Regions from separate parts of the Mus musculus genome. Here all the other regions are linked to region 3. The links are chromatin contacts, called in public capture Hi-C maps. All regions are on one chromosome and are shown on one strand. The core of a region is the stretch at or near the end of the contact, and the rest is flanking DNA. Distances in the headings are between cores, read along the strand shown. Region 1 has its middle 70 kb from the start of Gm30158. Region 2 has its middle 220 kb from the start of Gm30158. Region 3 has its middle 150 kb from the start of Gm46300.

Region 1 (3,598 bases), core at 844-3,343, 740 kb before region 3:
TATTCGAGTGACTTGATTTTTGTCTGGTTTCCATTTAACTCCTGAGGGGGGAAAATGTCAACTCCACAGATGTCTTCAGACAGAAGATTTTAGAGCCCAGAGGACTGTGAAGTTTCACCTTATCATATATAGCACCTGGACCTACAGAGATTTTGCAAGAGACATTACTGTAATCCAGAAAGATCAAAGGCAAATGAGTCATTTGGACAGTCCAGTTTCAGATGGAGACTTCAGAATAACATTCAAAGATAAGCCATACAAATTTAAACCCCTGGGGATTGTTTATTTATTTGTGTGTTATTGTTATTTATTTGTGTGTGGGGAGGGGCACACATGTACATGGTGGCACGCATTCATGTAAAAGCTAGAGGTCAAGGTCAGATGTCTCTGTCACTCTTCACATTATGTTATGAGGCAAGACCTCTTGCTGAACTTGACCAGCTTGGCTGTCCAGTGAGCCCCTGAGGTTGTCCTGGCTCTGCCTGCCCATCAGTGAGGTTACATACAACACTTGTTGTTTCTCCTGGCTTTTCACATGGAGCTGGATATTCAAACTCAGCTCCCCATTCTTACACGCCAAGTACTACCCTGACACAGTGCCTCACACCAGTCATTTTTTCAAAAAGGAAAATAAAAGTTAATTTTCATTGTTTCTTCTTCTTTAACATGCATCCTTTACATCCTTGTCTGTAGGTGGATGGTAACCATCCACAAGATTTAGGCTCTTTTAAATCCCAGAATGTTTGCTTATGCTCCATGCTTAGATTGTACATTGGATGACAAAACTGTTTCCTTCTGTTGGATATGTTTCAAGAACTGGACAGAGCAATTTTGCTTACTTTCAGTTAGCTAGGACTAATTACAGCCCTGTATCCAACTAGGAGGAAACTATTCTTTGTCTTTAAGAAAGAGGAGGTGCTAGTGGTGGAAGCCCATGTTCCCTAGAATTGTGAGATCTGATATTTGGTCTATGAATGAGCTAATTTCTCTTCAGTGTTACACAATGTTGAGTAGGAAAGTTAAACTTAGTGTTTGTATCATTGCCCTTTAATGTTTGAGTTAGCATGTGCTGCTAACTTCAGATAGAGGATATTTACCAGGTGGTAATGATCCTTGAAATATAATTCCTTTTGCTTAAAATACCGAAAGTAAATAACACAGAAAGCACAGTGAAAAGGGATAAACTACAAATACACACACACACACACACACACACACACACACACACACGACACTACTTAAGGGGCACAATGACCAGGACGTGTGCCCTATTTGTGATAATGTGACAGAGGAGAGGTAAGAGAGGAGGGTGGTCAAGATTAACATATGGAGGAAGCCAATTAACATAAAGCCGCTCCCCATAAGAGTTATATTTAAGGAAGCTAGACATAAGTATAGGAGGAGGTGGGTGCTATTAAAATGACTAATAAAAACTCTCACTCTCATGGCCAAATGCCTTTTGAGGTCCTAAACTTACCTAGCTCTCTCTAGCCTGTTTCCATTCTCTCTCTCTTTCTCTCTCTCTTTCTCTCTCTCTCTCTGTCTCTCTCTCTCTCTCACCTCTCTCATTGTCTCCGATCTGATTTCTTTGCCCAGAACACATTCTGCCAAACTGTAGACTTTATTTGGATGCAGAGAAAATGATTTGGTTACTAAGAAGGGGCAGGAAGTTCAAATGGAGAAAATGACAGGACCAGAAGCACAGATGTGAAGCAATGGACACAGAGCTCTGCTCCTGCATTGGACCAGGTAGCAGTGAATGTCCTGTGCAGGGACAGAGACTTCCATTCTCCAACAAGTACCTGTTGCATACATCTTCATAAATCATGCAAGGATTTGTGCTCACTCAGGCATTCAGGTCCCTCTGGTGAAGAAGATGAATTTATTAATCACCTAAGTGCACAAGAAGACCTCTAATATTTTAACCAGCAATATCCTGTGCCTGCTTTTATGGAAATGTCCTCCTTTGCAGTGATCTCCCAAAAACCTTTCAAGGGCAGCAATCTGAAGAAGAGGAAGCCCAGTCCCCTCCATGCCTTTGCCTGACACTTTGGCAGATCAAAGATGTCATCTTACAAAAGAGAACTTTTCAAGATGTGGTCAGGAGACTGGTTTTACAGAGGAAGCAAACAGAAATAAATCCCACAGTCACAGACAAGAATGGTCTGCTGCTCCTCAGTTCTCTTCTTGCTCATGTTGCCAAATCTGGAGGCACCAAACCCCAGGGAATGTAAAGAACAGTCTCTCTCTCTCTCTCCCTCTCTCTCTCTCTCCCCCCCCCTCTCTCTCTCTCTGTTACTCCATGATTCTTTACATTTGAACTGCAATCCCAACTTCATGTTATTTTCTGAAGTCATTGAAATGGCATCCCTATATGTGGATAAATCTCATTTGAAATTTGTTGGTCACTAGACTCTGAGCTAGGAGACCAAATTTCACTTCATGAAATTTGGTGTCACCTTTTTGTCCTGTTTGAATCTCTCTCATATGTATTTGTGAAATTCTCATAAAAACTAATCACTCTATTTCCTTGACAGATCATATTTTGTGAAAGACAAAACAAATCCAAACAACCAACCAAAAAACCTTCTGCATTATTTATACTCAAAGAGACAAACAAAAATGTCCATTTCAAGAAATCATAGTTCACAGTCCCTTTTCTCCACTGTGGATTAAATGGCAAGCAGAACATTTCACAGGTGATACTGATTTACCACCTGCTATTTTGATTGGCAGGGACTGGAATCCATATCCACTTAATTTACTGGTTTATGGAATAGGTTCATTAAGAAATGAGAATGAGTCTTATTATTGCTGTTAGAAATAAGCGGCATGGTCCCAAACAAATCACACCATGCAACAGATCTCACATGGAAGGTTTATTAGGAGGGTGTCAGAGGTAGCCTCTGGGAGAGGGAGGAGGAAAAGAGAGAGGGAGGACCAGTCTTTTATCTAGGCGATGATGCGTGTGCCAAGGGACATAGCAAGAATATAACATGCATAAATCTTCTAAGTGATAAATATATTCTTTCATGAGCTGGGTCAAGATAATTCCCTTTCTCACTGAATTGTCACACAATCCAAAGTACAGCTTTCTGTTTGAGGATAAAAAAGAATAGTGTGTTATTCTCCATCATGTTTAAGTTTTGTTGCATGTAAAGCAGTCTGAAGTCTTTAAGCAAAAGAATTGAATTAACAACTCATTTCAAACACAATAGGTATGTTATACTGGAATTTCATGGCATCTCCTCTTTAAAATTAACAAACAAGCAAGCAAACAGAAACTATAAGAAGTGTTTCTGAACTCAAAAATTATCAAGCTCTATAGTAGAGCTTCAGGAATGTATATTAAATTTGCAAGTTATCTTGCACTATTCTTTTTTATTCAATACACTAGACTTGTACATTTTCCTGTACAGTTCATAAAAGACACTCTCTACATCTGACATTTTAAATAGATTTTTTAAAGTTATTTTACACATTGGATTGAGGGAGTGGAACTAAAGAAATAATTCCTGCAAAGACAGGAGGGAAGGAAGGAAGGAAGGAAGGAAGGAAGGAAGGAAGGAAGGAAGGAAGGAAGGAAGGAAGAAAAAGG
Region 2 (4,025 bases), core at 120-2,619, 590 kb before region 3:
TCGAGGAATCCCGTGGAGTCAGTAGAGAACAGTGAGTGCTCAAATGTGCTTGTATTCCTTTCTGTTCTTCCTTTATTGCAAGCCAACTCACTAGTCAGTCTATAAAGTCAGGAAGATATATGTAAGACCAGCTGATAGTCACATAAGCTCAGCTGAATACAGCAGGAGCAATTAACCTAATGTTTCCTTACAGATTCTCTTCACGCTGTAAAAGGCCCATTAGTAACTTTTTTTCTGATACCACTTATATTCAATCAGGTATAAAGCCATTTCATTGGCCCTTAGTTTTAGTTCCCATCCTTCAAATGCCTTCAAGCTTTTACGTTATCAGATATATAAAAATTTAAAACACCTTTGACCCTTGACTCTTGTGTTCTTCATGCAATATCTGTATTTCACTATGGAGGGAAGATAGTCCTTTGTGTGTTGTTTTGTGTGTGTGTGTTTGTGTGTGTGTGTGTTTGTGTGTTGTGTTGGTTTTGTCACCTGCCCTCAGTTGCTTCTCTGTTCTTTTGATACTAGCTTCATTTTAGTTTTCAACCCATGCAATAGATGGAATGAGCTTTGTTTTCTGCTAATCGTGAATTTATACTAGGAAAAAAAAATAACAAGACCTTCTTTAAAAAGATATTACATGTCATTATCTTCATGGATTGACCAAACAATAGACTTATTACTCAAGCTATCTGTGAAGATGAATAACTGGGAACTACTAAGGAGAGGAGAGTATCTTTCTTGTTTGGTTGTGTAAAACATAGGAAGAAATTCTAGCATGGATGTGATATATTTTCTGCTGTCTGATGGAAATAGTCTGAATGAAGACAATGCAGAACATATCTGTGTTTAAAATACACAATGTGATGGTTTGTGTATGTTTAGCCCAGGGAGTAGCACTATTTGGAGGTGTGGCCTTGTTCAAATAGGTGTGGCCTTAATGGAGGAGGTATGTCAATGTGGGTGTGGGCTATAAGAACCTCACCCTAGCTGTCTGGAAATCAGTCTTCCACTAGCAGCCTTCAGATGGAGATGTAGAACTCTCGGCTCTGCTTGCACCATGCCTTTGCCATGTTCTCATCTTCATGATAATGGACTGAACCTCTGAACCTGTAAGCCAGCCCCAATTAAATGTTGTCCTTTGTAAGACTTGCCTTGGTCATGGTGTCTGTTCACAGCAGTAGAAACCTAACAAAGACACATACCTATAGTTCTTTTCCTAGGTTGGGAATCCATGAGAATCGCCCTCCCATGTTAACATGTCTTTCTGTTGTCTTTCTCCAGGTCCTGTTCAGGCAGCATTAGGGAGACTTCATGGGGATTGCTTCCCTGACCTTTGTAAGAGTCACAATCTCACAACTGACTTCCTGTTCCTCCAAGATTTATATTTTTATCCACTTCCTCTTCCAAAATAACTACAAGCAGCTAAGGACTGTTGAGAGTGGGAGAAATAGTCTGACACAAGAAAAAGCACCTAATTGGTTACTCAATACCAAGTGGGTGGTCAGTTGTGAAATCATATACAAACAAGTAACATGACATGACTAAGCAGGTTATATTTATATGTTCAGGAATATATATATCTCATATATTTAGGAGTATATTTATTCTATATATAATAAAAAGGCCATGAAGATGAGAAAGATCTGATAAATATGAGATGAAAATCAAATATTGTAAGAATTGGAGGGATGAAAGGAAAAGGGAAATGATATAATTATGTTTTAATTTTACAATTAAAAAAAATAAGAGAACTGTCTGGTGAGCCAGAGAGATCCAGCCACCACTGAAGCTCCATCATTACTGAGAGACTGAACCATAAGCAATGGCAAGGACCATCTTAAGATTGCATATACATAATATGAAGTTTTCCATGACAATAACCCCTTTGGAGAACTTGAGATTTACCTACTTCCTTTCTGTGCTAACAAATAACAACCTTACCCGACCCCCAATTCTGGAGATCAAACCAAGCTCCTTTCAAATGCTAGGCAAACACTCCACTACTGAATTGCCTCTCCACTTTTCTTCTCTGCAGCCACCATGCTTATCATTAGCAAGTGACCTTCAGTTACTGAAGCTCTCTCAATTCGAATCACTTCTGTGGAGATAAACGTGCCCTTCACGTTTGTTCTCTCCACAAGTACAGGTATTATATAATTCTTTATGGATAAAACAATACAACGCAACCCTATAATACAAATTGTATACTTAAGACTCAGGGATCATCACAAAAGAGAGAGTGGGGTGATTATAAGAACCAGAGAACCAGGACATCTATTATGAGACAGTGTCTTAAAAAATACATACAGGAAGTGAAGGAAGTGAAGGGGTTTAGGAGTGGAAATAGGAGAAGAATTGGGGCAGAGTAAGGAATGAAAACATCAAAATACATAGTTTTTCAAATTTCCAAAGATATATACATATATACACATATACATACACATACACACACACACACACACACACACACACACACACATATATATAATTTTACAATTTAAAAAATTAATAAGAAAACTGTCTGATGAACCAGAGAGATCCAGCCATCACTGAAGCAACATCATTACTTAGAGACTGAACTGATATTTCTTTTTGACTTAAGCCACAAGCAATGGCAAGGATATATATATATATATATATATATATATATATATATATATATTATAATTTATTTCATAGGTTGTCTCAAAAAGTTCCCTTGGGATCAAGTATCAACTATTCATAGGAATGGTTAATGAATTTCTCATTTCAAAATGATTTTAAGAATTCTTCCCTTGGGCTGTAGCGACGACTCAGTGGTTAAGTGTGCTGGCTACTCTCACAATGGACTGAGAGTAGTTCCCATCACTCACATCACGGGTCACCACTTCCTGCATCTCTGGTTCCAGGGAATCTGATGCCCTTTTCTGACCTCCATGGACACCATACATGTGTGGCATGCACACACAGAGAAAGATACATGCTCATACACACTAATAAAAGTAAAGATAAATCTTTAAAACTTGAACTCCTATTTTACCTTTCTGGTCTCACTTCATCTTCCTAAATGTATCCAATGGATTAATTTCAGAAACTCTTGGCCTGGCTTCAGCTTTGGAAATCGTTGAGGATTTCTGGCCATTGGCACTGGGGAGTTGGTGTGAGGGCACGGGGCTCAGAAAGCAGAGTTTCTTCTTGATTAGATTCTGGAATTTCAACCCTTACTTATCACAATAACCACCAACTTCTGGTGAGGAACAGCAGAGAACATTCCAACCGGCATTCCTTTATTGCCTACCGCGTCTAACCTAAAGTTGGCTGCATAACCATGTAATAATTCCTGGCATAATAACCAGAATTTTAACATCTTAAACTTAAACTTTAAAGAAACAAGAAAACATAACAAATCTCTGAAGGCTCTATAGATCAGAAGTCCACCATAAATCTTGTTAAGTTAAAGTTGAAGACTCAGAAAGGCTATCGTCCTTTTTAGAGTAAAGATGTGAATTCTTAGTTGAGTGTTCAACTGAGACAAGGAAAAGACCCCTTGTCTTAGTTGTTATAAAGGGAGGACCAGTTCCAGCTTTTAGAATTGCCTATATTTTTGGATTGTGGTTCCTTTCCTCAGTCAGCAGAGCTGTGTCTGCCTTCTCTGACCTTTCAGGTTCTTCATCAAATCTCTCAGTGATCACATCTGTAGGATGTTTGTCTATTAAGTTAGGCTCCAGATCTATCTCTAAAGCGTCTCAAATTTTTCGGTTTTAATCACACCAGACAAGTCCCTCTTTGGGCAATGTTATTACAGTCTCATTGCTGTCTTCACCATGGGATTGTGTGCTGCAATACTTGATCTCTAACAGGAGTTGAGATGGTAGAGTACCTTTAAGACTGGAATCTAGTTGAGACAGGTTAGTCACTAGCAGTAGGCCCTGAAGAGAATATCAGTTTCTGGTTTCAAGTAGAACACTCAGTTTCCTGATCCTCCAATAGAGAAGCAAACAATGCTACAAGCTCCTGTTACCAACATATCCATGTCTTCCCCTATCATA
Region 3 (4,170 bases), core at 602-3,101:
CAAAGAAAAATAAGGATAACAACGCTTAATTTCAACTTGCATTTCTACATCCATCACTGAGGAAAGTCAGGGCAGTAACTCAACACAGGAACCTTATAGTGGAAACTGAAGTAAAGGCTATAGAGAAAAATGCTTCCTGGCTTTCTTCCAGGCTCACCCACCTAGGACTACTTCTGCCTACCATGGACAGGGCTTTCTAACATCAACAAGGAATCAAGAAAATGCACAAGATTCCCAAAGATATGCCCACAAGCCAAGCCAATCTGATAGAGGCAATCTTCAACTGAGGTACCATCTTCTCAACAACCAAGATTAGCCATAGATTAGCCATTATCTTTCTTAATCTTCTCTCTCCCCTCTCCCCTCTCCCCTCTCCCCTCTTCCCTCTCCCCTCTCCCCTCTCCCCTCTCTCCTCTTCCCTCTCTCCTCTCTCTCTTTCTCTCTCTCTCTCTCTCTCTCTCTCTCTCACACACACACACACACACACACACACACACTATGCCCCTTCTATCAGTTTTTATTTTCAAATCACTACCATGTCCTCAAACTCTCCCTTGGCATGGAAAATGAACAAAAATGTCAAAAGACATCCCTGAATGCTTACGTTTAAAAAGTTTTAATGCAACTTTCCATAAGTTTTGTCAGGGTTAATTGCTCCGATATCAACATCTCCTTACTAAACCCCTCCCTGCCAAAACAAAGGGAAAAGACTATAAAAAAGTAAGACTATCAATCCTATGAAAAATATATGTAATCCTAGAAAGTTGCCTTTTTTTTAATTTATCTAATCTAAATTCTTGAAAGTAGATCTTGAGGTTATTGAGAAGTTTATATTTTGAGGTGGGACCCTAGCTAGTACATTTCATTCTTTATGAGTAAACTTTGTATAGGAAAAACTCTACTTAAAGATCTCACCTTTAATCCTTTGTCTTGATTTGAGATCCAGTTACCTCCAGCTTCTCTCCACTGACTTCTTTTGAATTGTCTAGCTTCTACAAAATTTAAACTGCCCAAGCTATCTTAATTCCTGGGCTAGCACTTGCCATTTGTAATGACCCATCACCCTACATTTTCCTTAAGCTTACCTCTCTCTCTGCACCCGCATGAATAAGGTTTGAATTAAGATGATTAAGCCACTACTTTTGCTCCTTGCAGGGCTATTCCAAGATGCTTTGTGCATTACAGCCCAGGATGCTATGATATCCGAGATGTTTTTTCCTCTTCCAATCTTGGCCAAGTACTTTAAAATGAACAGAGAACTTTGTAAGGAAAGGAAGAAAGAAAGAAAGAAAGAAAGAAAGAAAGAAAGAAAGAAAGAAAGAAAGAAAGAAAGAAAGAAAGAAAGAACAACAACTATGGTTCCAAGAGTGGGTGAACATTCCAGAGAGGTTCTTGTTCCCCCCCCCCAAACAGGTCTGCCCATCCCTACAAATAGCATTCTTGTATGAATAGTCCCGAGGTGAGTCACAAAACAACAAAGAAAACACAGTTTCTCAACGTGACAAAGGAAGGTTCTTTTTTTTTAATTTGAATTTGCATGCAGTTTATATTTTTAAACAGGAACTAGAAGAAAGGGGTTCCACTTTCAGTGAGCATATCCAGTCATGAGTTGCACTCTTTGCCCAGTTCCCTCAGTGGTGAAAATTTGGAATGGGTGACTATGACTCAATTTTGCTTCCTTTCATCTCACGGATTCTTCCATCCATTGTTTCCAGCATGCCAATGCACAAATTGTGTGCCAGCGTTGCTTCCAAACTTTAGTTCTAACCACACCACGCCACACTACTGAACCCTCCCCATCTTGTGATGTCCAAGTTTCCAGCATTTCCAAATTCTTCACAACCCTCTGTCACTCTCCACTCGGATTGTAGCCTCTATTAGCCCCTTGCATGACACCGCCTCAGCTAGCCTTCCCTGTGTCTCCTCTCTTTTGCCTAAAACAATATTTTTTTTATGAAATGCCACATTCCTTTTGCCTTTGATAACCAAGTGTTCTCCATGACTATAAATAGCTTTTCTCAACTTCACCTAGAGTCATTCTTAGAGGAATGGCTTTGCAATTGATTGCTGTATTTCTCACACCATTCACCTTTATCCAAAGTATACCAACATGTGTAGGCTTACCATAATGTCTGAATTAGTCTGAATCACCTTGGTCCCGTCATTGTCAGCTTCATGATAATTATCTTTCTCAGGTAGGGGATGGAGAAAACTCATATTGTATACTTTTTTTTCCATTCTACTGCCAGAAAGAACATGCCCCAAACATATTTGACACTGGTGTCACAGGAGAGAATGGGAAGGTCATCCTGAAGCTGTTAGGATGTGTATGTGGAAGAAGGAAAGTGAAGTGATAAGCAGGGGAAGAAGAAGCTAGCTTGAAAAGAATATGGCAAGAAAATTACTAACTCCCAAATTATCATAATTTCCAGCTAAGTGATCTACCCAAGAGCTGCAAGATGAAGCAGAATATTTCTCAACACTTATACACAGGGGTATAAGGCACAGGGACCCATTAATGCATAGAGATGCTGCAGGATAGAGGAGTATGGCAAGGGCTACCCTAACGGAAAATTTAAAGATGCTTCGCAGATTGTGCTGGGGTGAGTGAGTTTAGATTGATGTAAGTGTCCTTTCGATCTGTATCAATACAGGGTGAAACATCCTATGTAAAATAGAAGATTGAGACCAGCTTTAAAACTAAGACACATAGTGCACAGAAAGATGAGGACATGAGTAATGGGTACTTTTTAGTTAAGGGCTTCATGTCCCTACACTTCCACTCGTTCATTTGCAAAATGGAAGGGCTCCTGTTTACCTTTCCCTTGGTTGAATTGTTTTTAGCTCAGATGACGATGACAGCGAGGCCATGAGGAGCTGATGAAAGCCGGAAGATGAATCGCTGTTGTTGCTATGACTTCCTCTATTTGGAACCAAAAGTTTCCATGAGTTCAGCCTGGAAGTGAACACAGCATCGGGCCCTGTTGTGTAAAGCCTAGAAGGACCATCATCTTGGAAATTATTTTTAAAGCTACTGTGTGGAGATTGGCTAAAAGGCTTGAAACTTCTGAGACAGCTAAAGTTACCACCACTAAAAAAAAAAAATCTCCCTTGTACTATGAAATAATTCATTTCAGTCCTCACAATTCATCAATCTACACATATTCAGATATGGGCTTTTCAAGACAAAGGGGTTAATCAACCTACCCAAAGCCATGATGGTTATTTTACACCCAGACTACCCAATGCCAAAGAGGATAACATTCCCAATAATTCATTAAAACTTCATTATTTATCATATATTATATTATATTATATTATATTATATTATATTATATTATATATTATTGATGATTTTTATCACTTACCATTATTATTTCCCAAACTTGCCTGAAACTTGACAGGTAGCCAAAGCAGCCAAGGGTAACCTTGAAGACTCTTGTGCTTCTACCTCCTGACTTTTGGAATTACAGGTGTGTTGTCACACCACAGTCAACAAAATCAATTGTTATTTTAACAGAATTTTTAGAAACATGATACACATAAGTGAAACTGGTCTTTTGAAGAAATGAAAAGAGCTTACGTACTTCCTCTGTTAACCCCAGAGTGCCCGTGTCCAACATTGGATCTCCAGGAACATGTCCACTGATACCTTGGAATTGCTAGAAGAGAGTTCAGAAATGCTGCCTTTTGCACTTTTGCTTACTTTTCAATGCAACTTTCCTAAGTCTGAAATATGACAGCATCCCTACAGATCAGAAGGGTTGCATGATTTCAGAAACAGAAATGCCATTCACCAGTGGTGCCAGGGTTTGATGCAGTAGGTATTCTAGGTTCACATCAGTCCCAGTTGAATTCTTCCTGTATCACTTATGAAACTTCTAGTCAGCACTTGTCATGAGCAAAGCACAGAGTGAAGGCAAAATTGCTCCAGGTCATTCCCCATGAAATGAATAAAGAAAAAGAAAAATATGTGTGTAGTGTAGTTGAGAGAGAGCCCAGCTTGGGCTTTAAGCTGTGACTGTCATTTACAGGTGCTATCATTTTAAAAACATCTGCATCACTGTGGGGAGGGGTGGGTGGAGGATTTTGTTTTCATGTTTGCAAATAGACCAGGTGTTTGCTGTTGCATGTAGTTTTGTGCTACCGCCTTTAGCTCTAGAAGGTAAC

What was found. Capture Hi-C pulls out chosen DNA fragments and counts their contacts.
Region 1: a contact with region 3 is called in a capture Hi-C map of bone marrow-derived macrophages, with 7 times the contacts expected there. The contact joins two enhancer-like sites. A contact is called at or near these places in 1 of 484 Hi-C or Micro-C datasets (macrophages) and 1 of 9 other capture datasets (bone marrow-derived macrophages).
Region 2: a contact with region 3 is called in a capture Hi-C map of bone marrow-derived macrophages, with 8 times the contacts expected there. The contact joins two enhancer-like sites. A contact is called at or near these places in 2 of 9 other capture datasets (bone marrow-derived macrophages and embryonic stem cells).

The regions. Positions count from the first base shown.
Region 1 is chr11:111,440,981-111,444,578 of GRCm38.p6, reverse strand. No RefSeq gene overlaps it. Among named protein-coding and RNA genes, the nearest start is that of Gm30158, 70 kb to the left of the region's middle. Within about 2 kb of position 2,093, at least 7 of the 459 cell types and tissues checked have an H3K27ac peak or open chromatin away from gene starts, as enhancers often do. A contact at or near this core is called in bone marrow-derived macrophages and macrophages, where this site is marked.
Region 2 is chr11:111,288,160-111,292,184 of GRCm38.p6, reverse strand. No RefSeq gene overlaps it. Among named protein-coding and RNA genes, the nearest start is that of Gm30158, 220 kb to the left of the region's middle. Within about 2 kb of position 1,369, at least 27 of the 459 cell types and tissues checked have an H3K27ac peak or open chromatin away from gene starts, as enhancers often do. A contact at or near this core is called in bone marrow-derived macrophages, where this site is marked.
Region 3 is chr11:110,695,987-110,700,156 of GRCm38.p6, reverse strand. No RefSeq gene overlaps it. Among named protein-coding and RNA genes, the nearest start is that of Gm46300, 150 kb to the right of the region's middle. Within about 2 kb of position 1,851, at least 36 of the 459 cell types and tissues checked have an H3K27ac peak or open chromatin away from gene starts, as enhancers often do. A contact at or near this core is called in bone marrow-derived macrophages and macrophages, where this site is marked.